Linked DNA regions of Mus musculus: region 2 is linked to region 1. A link is a contact called in public Hi-C data. All regions are on one chromosome and are shown on one strand. Each heading gives the region's core, a stretch centred on a gene start, on an enhancer-like site or on the middle of the called end of the contact. The rest is flanking DNA. Distances are from core to core; before and after follow the strand shown.

What was found. A called contact is a pair of places that touch in the nucleus more often than the background predicts.
Region 2: a contact with region 1 is called in a Hi-C map of the N1E-115 cell line, with 3 times the contacts expected there. The contact joins two enhancer-like sites. A contact is called at or near these places in 3 of 15 datasets of contacts at CTCF or cohesin (embryonic stem cells, large pre-B cells and pro-B cells), 14 of 484 Hi-C or Micro-C datasets (B cells, the Ba/F3 cell line, the G1E-ER4 cell line and 9 more) and 1 of 9 other capture datasets (embryonic stem cells).

The regions. Positions count from the first base shown.
Region 1 is chr19:55,203,610-55,209,177 of GRCm38.p6, reverse strand. Gucy2g (guanylate cyclase 2g) reads left to right here. Exons shown (of 21, transcript NM_001081076.3): 16 at 1,175-1,315; 17 at 2,834-3,026. Among named protein-coding and RNA genes, the nearest start is that of Mir6715, 14 kb to the right of the region's middle. Within about 2 kb of position 2,212, at least 8 of the 459 cell types and tissues checked have an H3K27ac peak or open chromatin away from gene starts, as enhancers often do. A contact at or near this core is called in the N1E-115 cell line, where this site is marked.
Region 2 is chr19:56,251,265-56,257,327 of GRCm38.p6, reverse strand. No RefSeq gene overlaps it. Among named protein-coding and RNA genes, the nearest start is that of Gm32144, 13 kb to the left of the region's middle. Within about 2 kb of position 3,572, at least 26 of the 459 cell types and tissues checked have an H3K27ac peak or open chromatin away from gene starts, as enhancers often do. A contact at or near this core is called in the N1E-115 cell line, where this site is marked.

The DNA of each region.
Region 1 (5,568 bases), core at 963-3,462:
CTCTGTCTGGCTTGGAACTCCCTAGGACCTCCCTATGTAGACCAAGCTTGACCTAGACTCATGGCAGCTTTTACCTCCCCAGTGCTGGCATTAAAGGTGCGCGTCACTACTCCTGAACTGGAGGCTATAATATTTAATACACATTAAATGTTTAACTTTAACTTGAGGAGGCAGAAAGAACCCTGGCTCGAAAGTGTTTACTTCTAATTTGTTCATTTATCTTGGTATTGTGGGGCTGGAGAGATGGCTCGGTGGGAAAGAGCACTGGCTGCTCTTCCAGAGGTCCTGAATTCAATACCCAGGACCAAGCGGTGGCTCACAACCATCTAATGGCATCTGATGCCCTCTTCTGGTATGTCCGAAGAGAGCTACAGTGTACTCATAAACATAAAATAAATAAATAAATAAATAAATCTTTTAAGAAATTAAAAGAAAATTGTTAACTTGGCATGGTTAACATAACAAGCCTGTGTTCTTCTCCAGGTCACAATAGTTTTTTAATTGCTGATTTTTATATTATCTTAATGTACATGAAATATCGGTACTAATGGTATAAAAATATAATGTTTCAATATATGTATACTTTGCCAACTAACATAATGTATCTTGGATTGGTAGATATGTCCTTGACTTTTTACTCAGACAATATGATCCCAACATTAAGACAAACGTATTTCCTACCTGAGTCTTAGTCTTCTCATCTAAAAGGTGAGCAGCATAAGCAACTTCATGGGGGGCATTTCTGGAATGCAGTCCCGCAGATCCATGCTGGGCAGTCTGAGAAATGTCCCAGTTTGCAGTCTGTACCTTTTGGCTTCGTTGTGACCATGGCAAGGAGCATGCTGGGAAGTGAAGACGAGTCATCCAAGTCCACTGTTGAATGTCTGCTGGCCGCCAGACTCACCCCTAGGCAGTTTATACACGTTCGCGCCCAGAAATCCTAAGAAAACCGCACACAAGGTACATTTTTCAGAGGAGTAAACTGAGGCCCAGAGGAACCAAGGGCGCCGCTTCAGCTCAGGGCCGGGGACTCGCTACTGCCACGGGCAGTCCTCAGTAGCACACCCTAACTAAGGCAAGAAATGTCTCTGTGGGATAGGTATTTAGGAGTTGTGTGTTCACTGTGGTCCGATGGTTCCTGGGAGAGCACGCTAACACGTGCGTTCTTTTAAAGCCACGTGAGCATCCTGGATAGCATGATGGGGAAGCTGGAAACGTACGCCAATCACCTGGAGGAAGTGGTAGAGGAGCGGACCCGCGAGTTGGTGGCAGAGAAAAGAAAGGTGGAGAAACTCCTGTCTACCATGTTGCCAAGGTATTTAGGAGCAGTGTTGGGCAGGCCAAAAACAACCCGAGGATGATAAGCTGCCCTGTCTTAGTGTCTCTGAGCAGGAAAAATATTTCTGTTGTGTGTAATAATTAAAAAATAAGCAATCCTTGCTATCGCCTGCTACTCTCCGGCTCCATTCCCGCGGTTCATTCCCGCAGTTTGCACAGTTTTCTGTCATCCAACCACTGTGGCTAGCTGTCATAAATCCCTGTAACCCAGTAAAACTCTAGAGGCTTGTAATTTATCAGTCAGATTTATATCAGTAAATTCTCAACCCACGAAATGCCCACACAATGAACTGAGAGCCAACCTAGACTGGACAAATTGTCCTGTATATTAATCCATCTTTCCTATGACATTCATAGCTACCTGTGATCTTCTCTGTTCTTCTGTCCCTCTCTGTCTCATCTCTAAAACTCTCAGCCCGCCTTCTTTTCCCACTGCCCAATCAGAGGCTTCTAGCCTTATCTTTGCCTGCCCTCACCCGCATATCAATAGCAATGCACATTGTAACCCGCGATAATGTGCAATGGGTTTATATAAAAAAAATTAACGCAACATATTTCCATTGTTCTTTTTCTAAGAGGATATCAAGCTTTGTAAAAGGGGGCCAAGCAGGGAGAGAAGGGGGGGGGGAGGGGGAGAGAGATGGAGGGAGGGACTGAGGAAGGGATATATATATATATATATATATATATATATATACATACATATATATGCATATGCGTACGTATGTATGTATATGTATGTATGTGTGTATGTACGTATGTATGTGCAAAAGTTGGCAAGTCGATTCACCTTATTAATGAAAACACAGGCAAACAAACCACAGAAAATTCAAGTGTGGTTTATGTGGAAAGTGGTGAATGCAGTAACAGGATATAGCCACTAGATGGCAGGCTAGCTTCATGTCTCCTTTGTCTAGCTCAGAATGTGCCTGTGGCATCAACTAAAAAAAAAAAAAAAAAAAGCTTCAACGTTGTTTCTCTTTCCACCTATGCATCCTCTGACCTCCAGATGGAAGCATTTACTTTTGAAATGTTTGTGCATTTGCATGTCACCAGAAGAGTGGAAGAGGGGAATATTTATTTATTTTCTTTATTTTGAGATAGGGTCTCAATATGTAACCATGGCTGCCCTGGAGCTGACTGTGTTGACAAGTTTGTCTTTGAACTCACAGAGATCCACCTGCCTCTGTCTCCTGAGTGCTGAGATTAATGGCCCATACCTTTCTAGAGCAGTAGTTCTCAACCTATGGGCTGTGACCTGTCCCCGATTTCCACCCTTTCCTGCGGATTACAGCCACCACTTAAAAATCTCTGTAGAGAAAACACCAAGTGAATAAATGCGTGTCATTAAGTCCCTCTATATGGCAAATTTAATAAGTAAAAACCTAGCTCACCAAAGCCGAAGGGGCTGCAGAGGGTCGGCTCTGCCAAGAGCCTTGGAAGCGGAAACAAGCATGAGTTTGTTAAGACCCATCTACCCTTTCTCTGATTTCAGCTTCGTGGGAGAACAGCTAATAGCCGGAAAGTCTGTAGAACCGGAACACTTTGAGTCTGTCACCATCTTCTTCTCTGACATCGTGGGGTTCACAAAGCTGTGTTCCCTCAGCTCCCCCCTGCAAGTGGTGAAGCTCCTCAACGACCTGTACAGCTTGTTTGACCACACGATACAGAGCCATGATGTATACAAGGTGAGCCGAGGTGCCCTGGGCTGTGATGCACAGACTCCCCATCTGCTGTCTCCAGGCTGAGGACAGACCACCTCTCAGCTCGTCTCAATCCATGGCAGAACCCCGATGCTTGATTTCTGTCCATCTTCTCCGGAAGGGTCTTGATTAGCCACAAATGTGCACGCTTGTCCGGAGTCACTGGGTGGCGGCTGCAGATGACTCAGTCAGTAAAGTGATTGCCTCGCAAACTGAAAGACTTGAATTTGATCATCAGAATCCATGTAGGAATAAGCAGGGCTTCGTGGTGCTAAATTCTCAGCCCCACGGAGGCAGAGTGAGGCAGAGTGCTGGGATCTGACGGCCAAGCATCTTCATTCACAGGCCAGTGAGAGAGTCTGCCTCAAACACCAAGGTGCACAGTGGCTAAGGAATGACAACTGAGGTTTCCTCTGTCCTCCACACTCGCACTGCATTGCTATGAATATCCGTTCTTTGCCCATTATTTTAATCTCTCTCTCTCTCTCTCTCTCTCTCTCTCTCTCTCTCTCTGGTTTTTTTCGAGACAGGGTTTCTCTGTGTAGCCCTGGCTGTCCTGGAACTCACTCTGTAGACCAGGCTGGCCTCGAATTTAGAAATCCACCTGCCTCTGCCTCCCAAATGCTGGGATTAAAGGCGTTCGCCACCACGCCCAGCCCATTATTTTAATCTCGCAGAAAAGATGTTTGAAAGGAGGCAGTGGCCAGTACTGAGTGTATGTCTTTCAGATCCTGGGAAGCTCAAAGCTGCTACCTTTAGATTTGTGGATCTCATTTTTGTTGGTATGATCCAGGCTAAGTGGGAGATAGCAGATATGGCCTGTACAGTGTTACACAAAGGGGCCATATAGACATGGTCCCCCAGAGTGAGAAGGAGATGGAAGAGTGTAGGGTTATGTGTCCCATGTCTGCTCTGCCACAGGGCTCAGCTGCTCGGGGAGGCAGGATGCAGGAAGTTAGACCACCCTTACCCACCACTGTCACTGGGTGGGTGCTAGGCCATTGGGAAGCCCCAGGACACTGCTCCAGGGTTTGGGGGTGGGGAAGCTCAGTCTGGGGGTCCCAGGCCTGCAATGAGGCCAGGGGCCGTTTGGTTCTCAGGCTCTTGGACACCTAGGCACTGTTGGGAGCTGCAGAAGAGCTGAGAGTGGAGTGGGCTGGATCTAGCCCAGGGCTTGGGGGAGGGGGAAAGAGGGAGGAGTGGTCCCATGGTGGGAGTTCTTGGCTTGATGGCAGCAGCAGGCTTGAGCTTGCCTTGGTTGTGGCTGGGAACATAGAGAGGCCTTCTATGGAAGATTAGATGGTGGGTCTATAGGTGAAAGCTTTCTCCATGGCTCCCCACAGTAGATCCTGATGAAAAGAGGTAGTCCATGATTTTGAGACATTTATTGTCATGGTGGAAAGTGGATGAGTAAGACTGTGTCCCCCCCTCCCTTCTCAGGGTGGGCCTGATGTTAAATACCTTTGGCAGGGAGAAATGTGGGCACAAAGCTTATTAGCTAAGCCCTCCAGACCTCTTGGTACCTCATTAAAATGGAGACCTGTCTTGAGTCTACATGACCACAGGTTACATCCTCTACCTGTAGAGGGGCTTGGAGCATTGCCCTTATGTGCCTGATGACCACAAATCTATGGGGGGCTGTGGCTAGTGACAGGCCTGGTGCATGGCAACAGGCAAAACGCCTACCATCCCTTCAAGATCTCCAGGGTTTTAAGCCTTAGCTCAACAAGGAACCAAGGTGTCTTTCAAGGTCCCACAGAGGACAAGTGGTGATGACGAGACTTTGTGTGTGTAGTGTTGTTGATGCTGTTCCCTGGGTTGTAAGACTTCTTTGTGGGGAGGGTCAGACCATGGATAGGGGAGTAGTATGTGTACTGTGTGCCTCTACATACCTTCTAGGCAGCTTCAACTGTTCCCAACTGTACACAACTTACTCATAACCCCATGCCTATCCCTCTCCCTCTACCTATGCCTTGGGGCTGACAAGATTTAGAAGATAGTGGGGCTGTGTCCCTGAGTGACAGACACTCAGCGGGCATCCCCTAGTATTCTCCACAAATGACAAGTTTTTAAGGGAGAAAGGATGGCACAGTGTGCCTTTAAGAGCTCATCTCCACTCCTGTTCTGCCTAGAACAGTGTCGCCTGGAACTTTTCTCCTAGCTCTCTCTCCCAGGGGCCCTTGGCACGAGTGGCTATCACATCGGGTTTTTAGTTATGAAGGTTGTTCTCAGGAAAGGAAAAGTGGTCTTGAGCCAAGTTAGACTTGTTGAGTAATGGACTTTTGTAATTTTTGGGTCAGCAGAAGATAAGTGTTGCCATGGGCAGTGTTCCCACTGCCTGACTAATATAGTGCCTTTCCATATCATCTTTGGGTTCTACTCGATACAACTGTATCTGCAAAAGCTTGAAGCCTTGGGCTTCTAGGCACCAGTGACTTCTCTTGCCAGTGAGGACTCTGGTTTTATTAGGAGAGCTGGTGCAGAGGAGCACAAGTCAGTGATGCAAATATCTACATGTGTGTGAGTG
Region 2 (6,063 bases), core at 2,323-4,822, 1.0 Mb before region 1:
TCAATTAGTGATCAAGGGGGAATGGCCCCTTGTTGGTGGGACCATCTCTGGGCTGGTAGTCTTGGGTTCTATAAGAGAGTAGGCTGAGCAAGCCAGGGGAGGCAAGCCAGTAAGGAACATCCCTCCATGGCCTCTGCATCAGCTCCTGCTTCCTGACCTACCTGCCTGAGTTCCAGTCCTGGCTTCCTTGGTGATGAACAGCAGTATGGAAGTGTAAGCCGAATAAACCCTTTCCTCCCCAACTTGTTTCTTGGTCATGATGTTTGTGCAGGAATAGAAACCCTGACTAAGACACCTGCCCAATGATGTGTGAGGTTCCCTGTTGTCTCTGACTTCTCCAAAGCCAGCTGTCAAGGGCTCTATAACCCAGCCCATCTTTAATTCACTTCCTCTTCCTCTTAGATCTGCCTTTTCACTCACACTTCTTCTGACTCCACTGCCTCTGGCTAAAATGCCTTCCTCCTTCCCCAGTGCTGCTTTAATCTACCCAGGTGCCATGACCTGGAAAGATAGTTTCCATTGTCTGACATTTTCCCACTCTGCTCAGTTGTTGTAAGTGCCTAGAGCCCTCTGTGATGTATACTCTGAAATAGATACATGGTCTACGTGAAAGTCCTGATTAACAATGTATCCATGAGTGTAAGCAGAAGCTATCGATTAGTGATGTCTGCTGCGGTTATAGGAAGAAGACGTTATTGATGAATAATGTCTGCCATGGGTAAAAGAAAGGCAGACTACTGATTAGTGATGTCTACCGTGGATAGAAGAGGGAGAAATGGAAGTAGATTTTGTTTAAGAGCCAATGGATGTTTGCCTCTTCCTGCAGCCTCTAACAGTTGCTTGTCTCAACTTATCATGGACTACCATATCAACAAGCACCTTATTTTATTGGCTGGTGTGTGTGTGTGAGATCTGACTCCCTTCAATTGTTGATCTGCACCAGACAGTTAAGGACTTATTGTAGTTATGGCTAGTTTGTATCAGAGCTCACTGGATGCCAGCAGCACCCTGAAGTCCTGGCCCTGTCATTTCAAATTCTCACTTACTGTCACAACTCTGTATAGCAGGTTTTCCAGCTGAACCATATTGGGGAAACAGCATTCACAGAGAGAAAGCAGCTTTTTAGAGTCAACTAGACAGTGTGGTGGGACCAGTGTCTGGCTCCAAACTTTGGGAGTTAGACTACATGAATCTCAGTCTCCTTCTTTGTATATTCCGGATGGTTGGTGTGATCTGCAGCCACTTGCTTTGGATGAGATTTCTACAGTTATTTTAATGTCTTGATTGGAAGAAACTTGCTATATACTTATCACATCCTTCCCCGCCACACTGAAGTATCCAACAGCTCTAATCCAGAATCGATGTGGTGTGTATAATGATGCTGTTTTAGGGTTGGGCCTATTTATCATTCTTACAGTTCCCTTATAATTTGGGAATATGGACTGAAGGTCACAGATGCATACAGAGCGTGGGACCCTGGCTTGAACTGATTCAGGAATTCTAAAAACATTACTTCAGGGGGTAAAAACAGGGTCTTTGCTTTTAATGAAGTTTCTAACTTTCCTGGATGCAGTAGCAATGTTTTACCACAAGAGGGCAGTAAAGACAAGGATACCAAATCCAACTTGTAAGCCAGGCCTCAATAAAGCAAGAGTCCAGCGGGGAGGGATGTTGTTTCTTTTATTGTGGCTGCTGTCATTAATCTCAGACTACTTGTGCCACAGCAGGCAGATGCAAAGATCTAATGGATAATTTCCTTGCAACTTCCAGCAGAATGCGGGAACAGGCATTTAGTCATCTATGTCTTTGTCCAGCCTGTATTTATTGAGCGTCTACTATATTATAGCTCTGTGCTGTCAGGGAAGAGAGGGAGGACCATGTAGGATAGGCAGACTGGCAAATTCTAGTGCATTTGTGAAAAGACCTCTGGGATTTCCAGAGCTTGTCCGAGAGCCAGGAGGGCATCTTGGAGGAGGTGACATTTGACTTTGCATTGGAGATCAAAGGTGGGCACCTCAGATAAACAGAGTTGGAGAGGGACAACCCTAAGTTTCATGTCAGAGAGTGACCGTCATAGTCCCGTCCTCTTCCTCTATGATGAACTCACAGGTCACTGAATTAGGAGCTTGACAGAGGGTCCGAGCCGCGGAGCCAGCACACCTGAGAATCTTGGAGTCCTGGGGCTTGGGGAAGTGTTTGGAGTACCACTTGGGTTGATCCCCTAGGAAGCTCCTGGGAGAGTCCAGAACGCTCCTTCCCTCCGTTTGTGGCAAGGCTCTTACTTACTCCCTGGCCCTGATCCTTTAGCCCAAGATCTCTGGCCGAGAGGAAGGCACAGGGAGAAAACAAAGTGCATGAACTACCATCATGAACACCTGGGGGCGCTAGAGAGCAGGCACCGCCCTTCCCAGGGGTCTGGGGAGGCAGAGGGAGGAGGGGCTAATACATGATGCCTGTGGTCTCAGGAGCAGTGTGGACAGAAAGGTCCCGAGCTGTCTATCACCAAGATGACCTCACAGCAGCAATAATAAAACCCTAACTTCAATTTGCTGAGAACAAGCCACGCCAGGCTCCCCCTCACCCTCAGGAAATATTTACAACTGCACTTCCTGGCTGGTGTCCTTACTGTTCCCATTTTGCAACCAAACACACTGAGGCTCAGGGAGTTCAAGGAACTAAGACTTCCTTAAAAAGTGCAATATGCCAGGCCTGCATCCCCATCTAGTAAGGCCAGCCTGGGGTACAGAGAGAGTCCAGTCGTTGGATCCCACAACACACATGCATGCATACATTCACAAAAGCCAAGATCAGGACTTAGTGTGGGGTTTTTTGGGTTGTTTGTTTGTTTGTTTGTTTGTTTGTTTGTTTTTTGAGACAGGGTTTCTCTGTGTAGCTCTGGCTGTCCTGGAACTCACTCTGTAGAGCAGGCTGGCCTCGAACTCAGAAATCTGCCCGCCTCTGCCTCCCAAGTGCTCGGATTAAAGGCGTGCGCCACCACTGCCCAGCCTTAGTGTGTTTTCTTAACATCAGAGTTCAGAATTCTTCCACTTCCAGCTGCCACTACGGAAGCCTCTACTGAAACGTCAGTCACAGTTGGTCTGATCTGCAGGGGATGTTTCCTTTGTGGGTTTTGCTTGTTTTCTGTCGACAATTCAGCTATCATGAATTAAAGTGAATCTGGGCGAGGGACGTGGCTGTGTGGACAAAGGTGCTTGCTGATAACCTGAGACCACACAGTAGAGTATATGTTCTTTTCTTACCTCCACAGAGGTGCCATGGCACCCCCAAGTCAACCAACCGATTGATCAGCCAGTTGATTGACTGATGGATCCAGCCATTAACCAATACAATAATTTATTTAACAACTGCATCTAAGCTGGAGGCAGAGTCTTAAAGTCAGTTGAAGTCTGGGAGCTGAGCACTGACAATGTGGAGCCCGCCCTAGGTCCTCCTGACTCTCTATCCCACCCTGCAGCTCACCAGCCTGCGTGCAGTCTTGCGATGTCCTCTTCCTCTCAGGCTTGCCTGAAGAGCAGACACTCCCCACCCTGAAGGATAGCTCTCCTCCTGCTGCCTCTCTGGAAGCAAGCGTAGCCCATTTCAAGTACAGATAGAGGCCATGAGGCCATGGACGGGTCTCCTAACCTGTTTCTCTGAGCCTCGGTGTCCTCAATCTGTAAGACCGATATCTCCTTCCATTGCTGTGATAAAATACTCTGATAAAAAAACAAAGGCAGAGAGAAAGTGTTTAACCCATCCAGAGGTTACAGGGACTACATCGTAGCTGCGCATGCTCAGTGCTCCTGGCATTGCAAAGCAGAACACAGAAAGAACAGAAAGTGAAACTTGGCTGTAACACGTCAAAGGCCCCCCCCAGCCCCCCCCCCCCAGATGGATTTCATCCAGCGAAACCTCACAGTCTGGTTGTTCCATAACCTCTCCAAACGCCTCCTGCTGAGACCCGTCTGAATACAGATGTTTATGCAAGACATTTCACATTCAAATCGCAATGAAGTAGCGCTGAGTTACACAAATCTCAGTTGCCCCCAGTTGCTTTTATCTGTCACTGAATAAGAAAAGGAAAAACTGCCCCTCAGCTGAGTATGGTGGTACACACCTGTAGTTCCAACCCTTGAGAGGCTGAGGCAGGAGGATCACTGTGAGTTTGAGGTCAATCTGGACTATATATAGTATGAGATCTTCACACACACACACACACACACACACACACACACACACACACACACACGTAGGGTTATGGGGTCCCGAGTCTGCTCTGCTACAGGGCTGGGCTGTAGGGCAGCCCAGGGACACAACTCTGGAGGTGGGGAATTGCAGTCTGAGAGCTGGAGCAGGCTCAGGGTCCCCAGGCCTGTGAGGAGGCCAAGGCTGGGGCTGTCTGGTTCTCAGGCTCACAGACACCCAGGCACCTATGGAAGCCTTGGAAAAGCTGAGAATGGAGTGGGGACCCTCTGGTTGGATCTGGCCCGAGGGCGGTGTGTGTGTGTGTGTGTGTGTGTGCTTGTGTGTTGTGGGGTTAGGAGGAGCTCCAGCTGGTCCCACGAGGAAAGTTCTTGGCTTGACTGCAAAAGTAGGCTTGAGTTTGGGCTCGATCTTGGCTTGGAGCATAGAGAGGCCTTCTACAGATTAGACAGCCGCTCTGTAGGCAAAGGCCTTCTCCATGGCTCCCCAAGGCGGATCATGAAGAAAAGAGGAAGTCCATGGTTTTAAGACATTTATTGTCATGGCGGAAAGTGGATGAGTAAGACTGTGTACCCCACTTCTCAGGGTGGACCTGAGGTTAAATACCTTTTTGCAGGGAAGAGTGTCTGGGAAGGAAAGCTTATTGCCTACGTCCCCCAACCTTTAGGTACCTCATAAAAATAGAGATCTGTCTTGAACCTATGTGACCACACTTCAAATCCTCTACCTGTGGAGGGGCTTGGAGCGTTGCCCCTAAGTGACTGATGGGCACAAATCTATGGGGGGCCGAGACTAGTGACAGGGACCTGGTGTGCAGGAACCGGTGAAACACGCCTTTCATCTCCTTTAGGATCACAGTGGTTTCCAGCTTTAGTTCAACCAGGAACAAGGCTACCTTTCATGGTCTCTCTCTCTCTCTCTCTCTCTCTCTCTCTCTCTCTCTCTCTCTCTCACACACACACACACACACACACACACACACACACACTGTCAAATAAACTAATCTCAATGATGAAATGCCATGTATTGTAAGAAACGCACCTTTTGGCAATATCTCATGTGATGGATGTTTCTGTGAGAAATGGTGACCTGTGGTCCCCACATAAAACCTTCAGCATAGTATCTCGCTTGGAGCCACCTCTGATTGAACAGGGGGCTCATTATTCACAATGCTGCCTTGCCTAGGGTCCCCGCTGGAATTCCCTCTACCCTCAGGGGGCCTCTCAGGCAGGACTCACTCTCTTCCTGCCCCCAAGCTCCTGAGAGCAGTTTCTCCCCAGGCAAAAACTTGGACCCAAGTCCCTTCAGAAACAGAGAAAAAAAAGTTATCTTGCAAGATTCTCAGGGAAGATTTGATTCCTCTCTGTTCTTGGCGAGCCTGTCAGACTCCTACCTGGTTCTTTGAAAGTTCGAACATTAGCTGGGTCAGCAGGGAGCCAAGTACACAGCAGAACTTCTGTGCTGCTGCAGTAAAACTTTCCTCTCTCCCAGAGGCGTGATGGAGTTCTCCGCCCATCCTCAGCTCAGTGCTTGCTTGTCCCTGGAATGGCGAGGCCTTTTCGATTGCTTGAAAGACAGGCAGGAGCTGCCTGAAGAGGCCAAAGGCAAACTCTCTGCCAAAGGCTGCCAGCTCTCTGCAGACCCAGAGTCCCTGTCACTCACAGCTGGAAACTTATGGAAGACACTCATCATCTATTAACAGATAGAATAGGATTCCCTGGCGAGAGCAGGGTATCTGCCTGCCCCTATTGCATGCACACAGTCAGCCTCTCCATTCCCTCAGCCTCACAGCTGTGGCCTGTTGCACACACAGCGTCTCTCCGTTGTCTCATCCTCGTGGCTTTGGGCCCCTTTGCTTCC